Linked DNA regions of Mus musculus: regions 1 and 2 are each linked to region 3. The links are chromatin contacts, called in public Hi-C maps. All regions are on one chromosome and are shown on one strand. Each heading gives the region's core, a stretch centred on a gene start, on an enhancer-like site or on the middle of the called end of the contact. The rest is flanking DNA. Distances are from core to core; before and after follow the strand shown.

Region 1 (3,674 bases), core at 614-3,113, 240 kb after region 3:
ATGCAAGAGAAAAGACTGCTTAGGTCCATGTTCATCTCCCCAGAGACATCTAGAGCAGGCTGAGCCACACTAAGGGAAAACACTACTGAGCTGGAGAGACCACAGCTGCTGAGAGAGCAGCTCCTTGGCTCAGTTCATCCTCTTCTGGGTTAGCCCATTGCTGTTTCTGCCTTTGTATGCTTGGCCTTTATGTTCCTCTTATATTTCTTCTCTTAGCGATGAAGAGACAAGAAAAATCCTATATAGACATCAAAAGAGCTGCTGCCTCCTCCTTCTCCTCCTCCTCCTCTTCTCCCTCCTTCTCTTCTTCCTCCTCCTCTTCTTCCTCCTCCTTCTCCTCCTCTTCTTCCTCCTGGAGAGTCTCTGAGGCTTGACAAAGCAGGGTGTGTGTGTGTGTGTGTGTGTGTGTGTGTGTGTGTGTGTGTGTGAGAGAGAGAGAGAGAGACAGACAGACAGACAGACAGACAGACAGACTTGAGAAAAGCAGCAAATGCAAGCTCTGAACCTGTTGTACATGTTCCTACTAGGTCTGTGTCTAGGATGCCCTGGAATTGCTCACCATGGAGATGGAAGTTGGCTGCACGTGTAGCCATGAGACGACTGAATGAGATGGAATCTAGCACAACTGTAATCTTTGTAAGGAAAGATGATCAGGACCCAGACTCCCACAAAGGGACAGACACGTGGGGAGGACTCAGGGACAAGGCACCATCCACAGGTTCAGATGAAGGGTCCAGCCACTCCTGCATCTCAGGCTTCTGGACTGATGAACTATGGGAAAATCAGTGCCTGTCTGTCAAACTCTCTGGTCCGAGGTACTTGGCTACAGTACCTTGAGATGACTAAGACACCAACCCTGAAAACTTATCCATGGCTTCTGGAACTTCAGCTTTCCTGGGTGTGAGGAGTATAACTTGCCCATGGGACCTTCTGGAGCCTCTGCTGCGTGGGAGTAGTGAGTGGCAAGGTCTCTGAGCATAGGTTCCCACGCCATACCCAACACGATGTGTGGTGTTGTGTGTAGGCAGAGTTCAAGTGATGCTGACGAGGTTACAGATAATGAGGTGGAAGTGGGTAGCAGACATTATGACAGAAGAGATCACTGGGCCATAAAGGTGAGTCAGTTTTTTGTGTCGGAAAAACATGAAAAGCCCTTGGATCATAGGTAGAGATATTTCTGAAGGCTGAAAAATCATGCCATGGATTTCAGAGCTGTGTGGAGAAGCACTCACTGCCTTGAGAGTTGAATGTTCAGATCCACGGGGTAGAGAGACAGGTCCATGGTGTGCAGCATGGTATCAGGAAGCTGAGAATGCTTCCTGAGGTGTTGGGTAGCCTGAGGGGTGGGTATACATTTAACTATTTTCAACAAAGAGCTTCCCTAGATAGGCTCACACTTCATAAATGGGGCCTGAATTGAGGATGTGACTCATTAATGTTGACGGGGCTTCTCTCCACGTCTGTCTCCACGGCGACTCCACAGGATGAGTGGGGAAGCCCAGGAGCCTGTGCACAATTCCCCAGGTGGTCTTAAGAACTCAGCACCCAGAGCTTATATAGTTCTAATACATGAACAGAGTAAGTGCTCACAACAACCACAGAGGCTGGGGCTGGCATGGTCTCTGTATGCAAACATGAAAACGGAAGTCAAATTAAAATTAAAACAACTTCCTACACACCATTGAAGGCCTTCCTCCAGTCTTCAGAGGCCAGGCTGTTCTCTGGTGATGCTGTAGCCAAACAACCTTTGTTCCCACTGTGCCTGTCATTGCTGCTTCCTCTTCACTCTCTTGTATGTGACTCACATCTGGACCTAGGCTAAGTAAGTAGCTTGCTATTTCTGAACAAAAAAAAATGGGAAATTTAAATAGAAATACAACGTGACCACTTGTACAAGTGTGTGGTTTTATGAATCACAGTAAGGAATGTACATATAAGTGCAAACCTTTTTAAAAGCAACGCTAAGTGAGACATGCCTTCTCTTTGTTACAAGACAGAGAAAGAGCAGTTTCCAAGAAGGGCAGCCCAAATTGCCTTCCCAAATGCTTTTCCTTAGTCACATGTGAGTTGTCTTCCACGATGGTTAGGAGAGCAAGAATGGCTGTTGAGGGGGTGAGTGGGGTTGACCTGTCCTGCCTGGTCTCCAGCAGGGAGTATCTCTATTACCAGGCTAGGCTTATTAAGTCATCAAGTATTTCCCAGTTTTTGAGTTTGGTGATCACTGAATTTTATCAGACAGTCAGGTGCTTCCAATGGACTCTTAAAGACCTTTGAGATCCAGAAGAGAATCCAAAACAGAAGGCCATGGACCCACACCCTCCTCACAGGGAACGTATGCTTACCCACCTCTCTCTTCTGTATTGTGCTGTCTAAACAGATCATACATTTCCTACAAGGCCACGTCCTTCTGTTTTGTTTTAGAAGACAAATTTCTTTCCTTAGAAACATGCTCAAAATGTAGTATGCAGCTAAGATGCAGTAACAGGAGTATCCCTAAACAGGGAAGGAGGAACAGGGTAAGTCTTGGCACAACCTGAGATCCAGAAACCCTTGGTTCTCCCCCATTCTTCTCCCTTGGCCTCCCGTCAGTACTGGTCAATCCCTGAAGCCCCCTCCGCAAATTCCTAGTTTAGGATGGATCCTGCATCTATTTGGTACTACACAACACACCGGAGCAGAATTATGCCCTCCCCTCACTAAGCATGGACATGGATAGCCTGAGAACTCCCTGTAGTCTTACTCAACTGTATCCCCAACCCTTGACCCTGTGTCTGGTACTATAGGTGACCAATGTCTGCTTTGTGGTGTAACAAGTGCACAAATGTTGATAATTCAGAAAATGGGATATTAGAATTCATTTTTTAAAAAAATAAAGAGGAAAACATAATAAGAAACTACGAGAGTTACAACTCTGTGGTTGTTATGGGTTTGCAGAGCAGAGACTGATGGCGTAGATACATAATGGTAAAACTCAGAATGCTAGGGTGGGCTTTAACTTAAGGCTCTGTACCTGCACTGTGGCTGCAGAAGCTGTGTGGGACAGTGGGAGCAGGCAGGATGTGACAAGGACGGAGCTGGCCAAGCTCTGATGCAGGAGCACAAGCAGAGGCTTTGTGCCCTGCCACCTCCTTATTCTTCCTGCTGGGCAAACATTTGTTCAGGGCATCGAGGGAAAAGTGGCATGAGCATTTATATCTGAGCTCCTGTGGCCCTCTGGGCTCGAGGCTCAGCAATGTGGAACTGCTCCATCCTCCCGTGCCTTTTTATGGGTTCCTCCCTCACCCCCGCCTTCAGCTCCAGGAGACATTCAGGAGAGCTGGCTGCATGGCTCTGTCTGCTGGGACCCGAGATTGATTTTGCCCTGCTTGGCACGCTTGGATACTTGAGTTTGGAGACAGGTCAATGCCGTTAATAGCTGGAGGACGTTTGGGCAGCAGCTTTTAGTTTAGCGAGAATTATTCTGTATGGGTGAGCAAACTTGGAGAAGCTAAACTCACCCCAAGCAGCGGCCAAACCTCTCCTAGGATGTCTCCTCAACTGTAAGAGCTTTTGGCTGTCTCAACAAGGAAGCAGGTGCATTCAAATGAGCTCCACAGGCCCTAGTTGTTCCCACTATGCGACAAGAAGCTCTTCAGAGACACAGGGGATTAATGAGTATCTCAATTAAACCATCT
Region 2 (3,861 bases), core at 865-3,364, 140 kb before region 3:
AATTCTACGAGGAAGGGGAAGGCGACCTTCTGAGACCCCAATTCATGTGGTCCACAGGGTGGTCTTAGAGGAGAGTGCTCTGATTAAGTTCTGATGGTTACAGCATCTTTTTTTTTTCTCGAAATTTTGTTCTTTTTGGCTCAGTGTGTCTCCATCAGCAGGACCCAGTTGGGTTTTTACAATGACATGAAAAGACGCTTGCCTGTGCTGTTTCCACACACGCCTGCGTGGGCACTTTCTGCGCGCAGTAGTACATTAGTGGCTCAAACACTCAGGCTGCGGTGAACACTGCTCTGAAACACTGTCTTTATTCTATCTAAACCACAGCGTTTGTGTGTGTGTGTGTGTGTGTGTGTGTGTGTGTGTGTGTGTGTGTGTGTGTGTGTGCCAGAGATCAGACAGCCCACCAGGCATGTTCTGGGATGCTAGGAACTACTGTTGGACATGGGAGACAGAACGGGGGTTCTCGTTCAGGCAGAGTTCGACTGGGTTAGTCTTCCCTAGTGGCCAGGCTGGGGATAGCTCCACAAGACCACTGGAAGAACACTGGAGGCTGAGAGCCTGATAAGGCCTCCCAAAGGTGGAGTGGAAGCCACTTAATAGCTGGCACAAGACACTGCAGAATGTCTTCCCTTCAGCCCCAGGCTTCCCAGTCCATTCTGGTCTGACACACCTGTCTGTCCCACCCACACACGAATAAGAAGCACAACGAGCTACACAGAAGCAGATCAAAATCTGTGACAGAGGGTCTCCCCCACCCCTGCTGTGTCCAACATGACTTCTATCAGTCCATCGTCCACGGCTGTGACCAAATACCTGACATTAGCAACTTAAAAGGACAAATGACTCCGGCCCATGCTTTCAGTAGTTCCATGGCTTCTATGCTGCTGGCAAGCCAGCATATGACAGAAGGGTGTGTGGAGGAAAGCTGTTCATCTCATGATAGCTGAGAAAGGTTAGGAGCTGTGTGGAGGAGTGGGGTGGGGGGCATGTGTCCAAGGCATTCCTCCAGCAACACGCCTCCTCTAACTACACCCCATTTCCTAGTTTCCTCTACCTCTCAACACCATTGAAGTATGAAGCCACCGTTGGATTAGGCCAGAGCCCTCATGGTCCAACTGTCCCTAACCTTAAACCCACAGGCTGTCAAGGGGCAGTGCTATATTCAAACCATAACACTTTCAAGAGACTCTGGCATGCCCTTTGATCGGTGAGGTGGGTGGGCCTCTGGAAAATGGAAAACAGTCCCATGAATCTGGTGGTGCCAAGGAGGGCCAGGCTTTGTAGGGAAGGTTGGGAACAGTCAATGCTTGGCCAACTGGAAGCAGAGCAGGAGGCTGAGGAGGGGCAGCCATGGCTACAGGCGAGCGGAAAGAAACACAAGAGTGCCCTGCAGTGCACCTCAGCTACAGACAGAACACTGCACACCCGAGCCGGCCGGTTAGTCAGTGTTTCCCAGTCAGCACTGGCTGCCTGCCTGGGAGGGAGGAGCCTGTACCCACACCGGGTCAGTACCAGGCAGGGGAGAGGAAGTGGGCAAGTGTGCCCTCGCACGTTCGTACGCACCCTGCTGGCCTGAGTCAGTAGCAAGGATTGCCAGTGGATCTGCTCGGAAGCCGGACAGAGGAGAGCAGCCCACAGGTCATTTTTTTTAAATTAGGTACACACCGAGGTCATGGGAAACACCAGTTAACAGAGGGTCGGCAAGATGGAGAGCCTCACAGCTGCCTCACTGTTCACCTGATGGTCTTGCTGTTCCATTGCACTGTATCATGTACGAGGATTATTTTCATAAACACACACACACTCACACACACACACACACACACACACACACACACACACACACTTCACTCACTGGCCAATGCCTCCTTCTCCCAGTCTCTGACAGAAACTGCAGGCAGATGAACACAAGGCAGCCCCCACCCTCACCCACCCACCCCTTCCCCTGCCCTCAGATGGAGGCACTGTGTGACCCCACACATTCCTGTGGTTGGTTCTCAGGATTCCAGGAACCATGGCAACCACAGCTGCTTCCCTGGAGGCCACAGGGCACCAGAGTCAGGATCTGGGCCCCAGAACAATCTAACTCCTGTCCCTTCCCATGTCAATAGAGAGTGCAGGGCATTCTCTGGCCGGATGCAAGCATGTGCTGGCGGCTGGTGACTCTGACACGGTTTCTGTCTAAGGGCGAGGACAGATGCCAACAGCAAACACCTGTCCAGATGATCCACAGAAGCATGCTGGGGGCGGGGGGCAGCCTTGATGCTGAATCACTTTTGTTTTCTAAAAATAACATGTATTTAAAAAAAAAACCCTCCATATTCCTAACGAAATAAAATAGCCTACAATTATCTAAAAAAAAAAAAAAAAAACGGTCAGCGGCCAATCCCACAGGGAAATGCTGGTCAGCAGCCCTAGATGCCTTGTGTCCTCAGGTCTCAGCAGATCTTATCAGTTGGCACCTGTCTTGCCTCTCTGCCTCCCCATCACTCCTCATGTCGGCATCATGACCCCTGAGTTGTTGTTATGCTTTTCCAAGGCGCCTGGAATGGCTTAGCAAACGCTATCCAACACATGAGTTGACAAGTGGCCACGCCCCCACGCCCATCACTTACTTTCTAACTCCGCCCATTACTGTGCTCACTGTTCCCATCTTTCTCCCACGCTCCCCCTGCAGCCTGTTAGGCAGAACCCTGTGGACAAAGGGCCAGCAAGATGCACTTGAGCCTCTCCCTACAAGACCATCCTCCCCAAATCCACCCTGGCATGGCCTCTCTCCTCTCCCTGTTCAAAGTTTTCAGTGATTCCTATTGGCCATGGATATATTTAGGACGATTTATTTTTCCCGGTCTTGCCTCTGGTGCCACTATGTGGTCCACTGTGGCCATTAATGCAGTCTTCATTATATTTGTAGACAGGATGTATACCTGTCTTTACAGGCTACATGTTCATATACATGCTCACACATGAAGCCATGCCAAGTACTACACACAGTAGCTGTGCGCCTATACACACAGGGCACATGTGAACACCCAGGGGCTATGGTCCACATTGGCTATGTGTGCCTTAGCAGCTGATGTCCCTTGAACATCTGCTGCCCTTTCCCCTTCCTTCTGAGGGACCCGGTTGCAGGCTGTATGAGGGACAAGGACATTAGAACCCTGCCTTCCTGGGGGCAGTACCTGGCAGCATGCTATGCACAGGGGCATCAATGTTGACATCCTGCAGGTGCTTCAAGGTCTCTGTGTGGAAGAGGCGGAGGGTGGACCCCGAGGTGAAGGCAATCCAGATGCCAACGCCAGCCACAGCCATGTGGGAGATGACCATCCCTTCATCTTGGTGGGCCTCCAGCTGATTCTGGGGGAATGGAGGAAATGAGGTCACACAGGGTATCGAGGGGTACAGCCAGAGTCTACAACAGTGCTGAGGGCAAAGATGCCACACGGCGGGGCTAGGCTGAGTCACTCCTGGGGATCATGGGGTCTGGGTAGAGATCAAACCCGTGACTGTCAGAGCAGTGGCCTCCGTTCACAGCCACAGAATAGCACCCGTGGGCACAACGCTCTTGAGGCTTCCCCGAGCAGGCAAGTCACTCACAGAACCCAACGCTACTTGCCTTTTATCATGGTACCTTCACAAGCTGAGAGAACAAACTCAACACAACATGAAAGGGGCTACAGGGCGAATGGCTGCTGGCTTAGATCCCTAAGGAGACCCAGCCCACTGAGCAGCACAGCCGTGGGTACCTGGGAGGAGGTCCTTCTCTCCAATCCAGATAAAGCCTGCCGCTCTCCCTCAGACGTAACAGTCCTAGGGTTGCTTCCCTTGAGCCCTGCCTGAAGCAAGCAGCCCTGCCCA
Region 3 (3,423 bases), core at 133-2,632:
TGGTGTTGAGTCTTGTTCATGGAAGAGTATAGAAACTGAAGTCAAGGCCAGTAGGAAAAGAAGTTCCTGGCTATTATGTTCTGTTTCTGTGCCCTTCTGTATCTCTTGTTTTGACCTCCTGCCTAGGCAGAACAGGACTCCAAAACAAACATCCCTCCTTGTACTGGTCTATCTCTGCCAGCTTCCTTCATGGGGGTGGGGGGGCACAGCACACCGAGGCACAGATCCCAAAAGACAATACACATTCGTCTTAGACCTCTAAGCTCACAGATGCCAGAGGGGGTGTGTCACCAACCCTCACATTACACCTGCCTTCAAGGGAGGTAGGAACAGTAACACTAATGCCACGTCATGGAAGAGAAAACAGGAACCTGACTCAGGGCATGTTACTAGCAGTTGCATTCATCAGTTCCGGCAGCTTGGCTGGGCCTCGGGGCTCCTGGTGCCTTCTTCTTGATATCTTCTTAGCTTCCAGCTGCCACTCTGTGTAGAGGCTCTTAGCCTGACTGGGAAGTTCACCGCCTCCAGTTTGTTCCCCTTGATCACAGGAGGTACACGGAGCAGAGGCACAGGGATGCTTTCCACTGATGTGGTGTGCTCAACTCACAGCAGGATGTGGCACAAAGTTCACTCCTCACCATGGTAGCTGAGGCCAGAGCTAACTGGAGGCCATCATGGTCTTGATCTTTTAAGTCCATTTCCTGGCTTTAGAAGCTCAGGTTCGATCCAAACCTACTTAGAAGTATAAATGGTGAGTGAGTGAAACTAAGAACTCCTTCAGAACGTCCAGCGAATGCAGTTTGAAAACTATATAAAAAAAAATGATAGCGGTAACCATGAAGGTGGTGATACGTTAAATTTGCAGTAAGAATATGAAAGATGCCCAAGACTGGAGGAGAAAATGTCTGGGCAATGAGTGTGCAGGAAAGCATGTGACTTGGGGAAGTGTGTCTGTGCCCTGGGCTTCAAGTCTGAGGCCAGTGGGCTGAACATGGGGCTTAGGTGTCTTCTTATTGCTCCAGACAGCCAGTTTCCTTCAAGATGCAGCCCCTCAGGGGATTGCTGCCCCCGCCTCTCCAGCCTCTGAGGGAGTTCCTGTCATCAACAGGCACAATCCTGCTGACGTGTCAGCCTGAGTCTCTCTGACAAGCTATTTATTTGTCAGCTTCTGTCCATGTGGACGTCCTGTCCTGGAGCTGTGGTCAGAGAACCCTGAGCAAGATGACTGACAACATGATGAAAGCAGCCGAAATCTGACCTTCATACTCTCCGGAGGGTGACTGGCTTCCAGCCCATCAGAAACACAGGAAGGCTGGCTCACTCCTGATTATCTCACAATCAACTGCAAAGTCCAGTCTACGCCACTCTCCTTTCACCCCATCTCTGCTGCCAAAAAGTTCTGGACCAAGGCTGAATGTGACAGTGCATGTCTGTAATCCCAGCACCCAGAAGAAAGAGGCAGGGCAATTGCACAATTGAGGCTAGCCTGTACTACACACAGTGAGACTCTGAAAACACACACACAAAAATGTTTAGCCCAAACCAGACAGTTGTTTCTAAGGCAGGGAGTTCTAAGACTACTACAGGCACTTGGGCCGTGTGTCTACAATGTCACTCACTGTATTTCCAGTGAACTCTCATCCTGGGGTCCTGAGGTTGGGGTGTGTAGTGAGCAGTCAGAGGCACCAGATTTAAGTGAGGGTGCTTGCTCGTTATGCTAACAAAAGGCAGAAATCAAGATGGGGTGAACTGGAACACACACCCCAAGAAGCGGGGTCCATTGTATGCCCTGTGCACTACTGGTATTAGTCTAATCGTAAGTTGGACATTTCCATAGCTGGATGACTGCCTCTACTTTGCAGCTTCTCTTTGTGTGTGTGTGTGTGTGTGTGTGTGTGTATTGTTTTGTTTTGAGGCAGTCTTAGTTATAATTTGTATTTTTCCCCCTACGGATTTACTTGTGCTAAACAGTTGAAGTCTTCAGGTGTAGTTTGAAGCGAAAAGTGTGGGCATTTTCCTTTCAACAACGAGGCAATTTCTGGGTATAAAACAAGTTGGCTCCTCTCTACACCATTCTGGACTGGTGACTAAACACCTGGGAACGATCAATTCTGGTGGCAACTGTCTTCCCACTAATCCCAACAGGAACAAATGGCAATGCTCAGGAAAGTACATGGAAGATCCTCCTCTTCCTCAGCCACATCTGTCCCCCTGGCCCTGCACCCCAGCGGGCCTTCAGTCCTTTCCCACCATTTTCCATAGGTCAGCACAGTAGAGTCCAGATCAGCCTGATGGAGTGAGGAAGGGGTTCTGTACTGGCGACACTCAAGTCTCTCCAGTGGATGGTGGCATCTCTAGGGACATAGGTGTGCTGTTATAGGTAACATGGGCTGCACTGTGTTATAGCCTGGTCTTGTATCTGTTTTTTTAACTTCTATCTTGTTTTGGATGAGATCCTAGGGCCACAGGAGAACTCCACACCACGAACCTCATGAAAGCGATAGAACTAAAAAGAAGCTGGAGGGACCAGCTGTTTGGCTCTGCCTGGACGATGCAGTACACACATGGCTTATCTTCTTGTTCCACAACAGTGTCACACGCATGAGACCTGAAGGTATTGCACTTACAAGGGGAGGGGATTCAAACAGTTAACACTTCATCAGAACTAGCAGCAGGTATTTGTTCGGCCATTGAATAATTATCTTTGGAACCTAGTGAATCAGATGGGGCACTTTTTTTTTCCTACTTCAAAAGAGGGGGCCACCATGCAACTCAGGGAAGAAGACTTGCTCAACTCGGGGTGGGGGTGGGGGTGGGGGAGGGGGTGGGGTGTCTTTAGGCCAAGGCTTTGGGTCACATTTGGATGAGAAATGAGTGTAGACAATGTAGTTAACCAAAACCTAGTAGATGCTTTTGTTCAAGTTGGGTCCATAGAATTTGGGGTTTATGGCAAATGATGATTGTCTAATGTTGCAATTTGCTTCTGTGTATGGCATGTATGTTTGAGGAAATGATAGGAAGGACTGCCGATGTCCTAATGGGTATGGGCAGCAGGGACATTTGCATTCCACATTTCCTTCAGCTAAGGGATGTACGTCGGTTCTGTTTTCCTCTGTTGACGTCTAAATGGCTCCTCTAGGATACGCTGCTTTCGGAGTCTGAAGTACCCGTGCTTTCAGCAGCACCCTTGTTTGTAACTTGGTGGCATGAGTCCAGGAGGAAGCATCATTATTGTACACTATTCAGGGTTTACATATTTATTTAGGTAGAAAATGCTTTGAACACTCTGGGGAAATAGGGTTTGGTGATAGAAGAATATTTCGGGAGTTATTATTTTTTTTTTTTTGCATTTTTAAAGGATATACATTCGTATGATTTTTGCTTCCAAATATATCTTAAGGCTGTTTGGTAAAATATATACCA

What was found. Hi-C and Micro-C count contacts between places; a contact is called where the count stands out from the background.
Region 1: a Hi-C map of adipose-derived mesenchymal stem cells shows a contact between it and region 3, with 2.7 times the contacts expected there. The contact joins two enhancer-like sites. A contact is called at or near these places in 2 of 15 datasets of contacts at CTCF or cohesin (both in the NIH/3T3 cell line), 7 of 484 Hi-C or Micro-C datasets (the C2C12 cell line, adipose-derived mesenchymal stem cells, brown adipocytes and 4 more), 2 of 115 datasets of contacts at active chromatin or transcription factors (the NIH/3T3 cell line and embryonic fibroblasts) and 1 of 9 other capture datasets (embryonic stem cells).
Region 2: a Hi-C map of liver shows a contact between it and region 3, with 2.8 times the contacts expected there. The contact joins two enhancer-like sites. A contact is called at or near these places in 3 of 484 Hi-C or Micro-C datasets (all in liver), 2 of 115 datasets of contacts at active chromatin or transcription factors (bone marrow-derived macrophages and hepatocytes) and 2 of 9 other capture datasets (adipose tissue and liver).

Annotation. Positions count from the first base shown.
Region 1 is chr8:14,606,175-14,609,848 of GRCm38.p6, reverse strand. All of the region lies in intron 4 of Dlgap2 (DLG associated protein 2), which reads right to left. Among named protein-coding and RNA genes, the nearest start is that of C030037F17Rik, 160 kb to the left of the region's middle. Within about 2 kb of position 1,863, at least 39 of the 459 cell types and tissues checked have an H3K27ac peak or open chromatin away from gene starts, as enhancers often do. A contact at or near this core is called in adipose-derived mesenchymal stem cells and embryonic fibroblasts, where this site is marked.
Region 2 is chr8:14,990,559-14,994,419 of GRCm38.p6, reverse strand. Arhgef10 (Rho guanine nucleotide exchange factor (GEF) 10) reads right to left here. Exons shown (of 29, transcript NM_172751.3): 27 at 3,186-3,360. It overlaps Gm35149 (a long non-coding RNA gene), which reads left to right. Exons shown (of 2, transcript XR_001778521.2): 2 at 1-286. Among named protein-coding and RNA genes, the nearest start is that of Gm35149, 4.1 kb to the left of the region's middle. Within about 2 kb of position 2,114, at least 273 of the 459 cell types and tissues checked have an H3K27ac peak or open chromatin away from gene starts, as enhancers often do. A contact at or near this core is called in hepatocytes and liver, where this site is marked.
Region 3 is chr8:14,848,445-14,851,867 of GRCm38.p6, reverse strand. It overlaps a transcript of Dlgap2 not described here. Among named protein-coding and RNA genes, the nearest start is that of Cln8, 38 kb to the left of the region's middle. Within about 2 kb of position 1,382, at least 26 of the 459 cell types and tissues checked have an H3K27ac peak or open chromatin away from gene starts, as enhancers often do. A contact at or near this core is called in adipose-derived mesenchymal stem cells, embryonic fibroblasts, hepatocytes and 1 more, where this site is marked.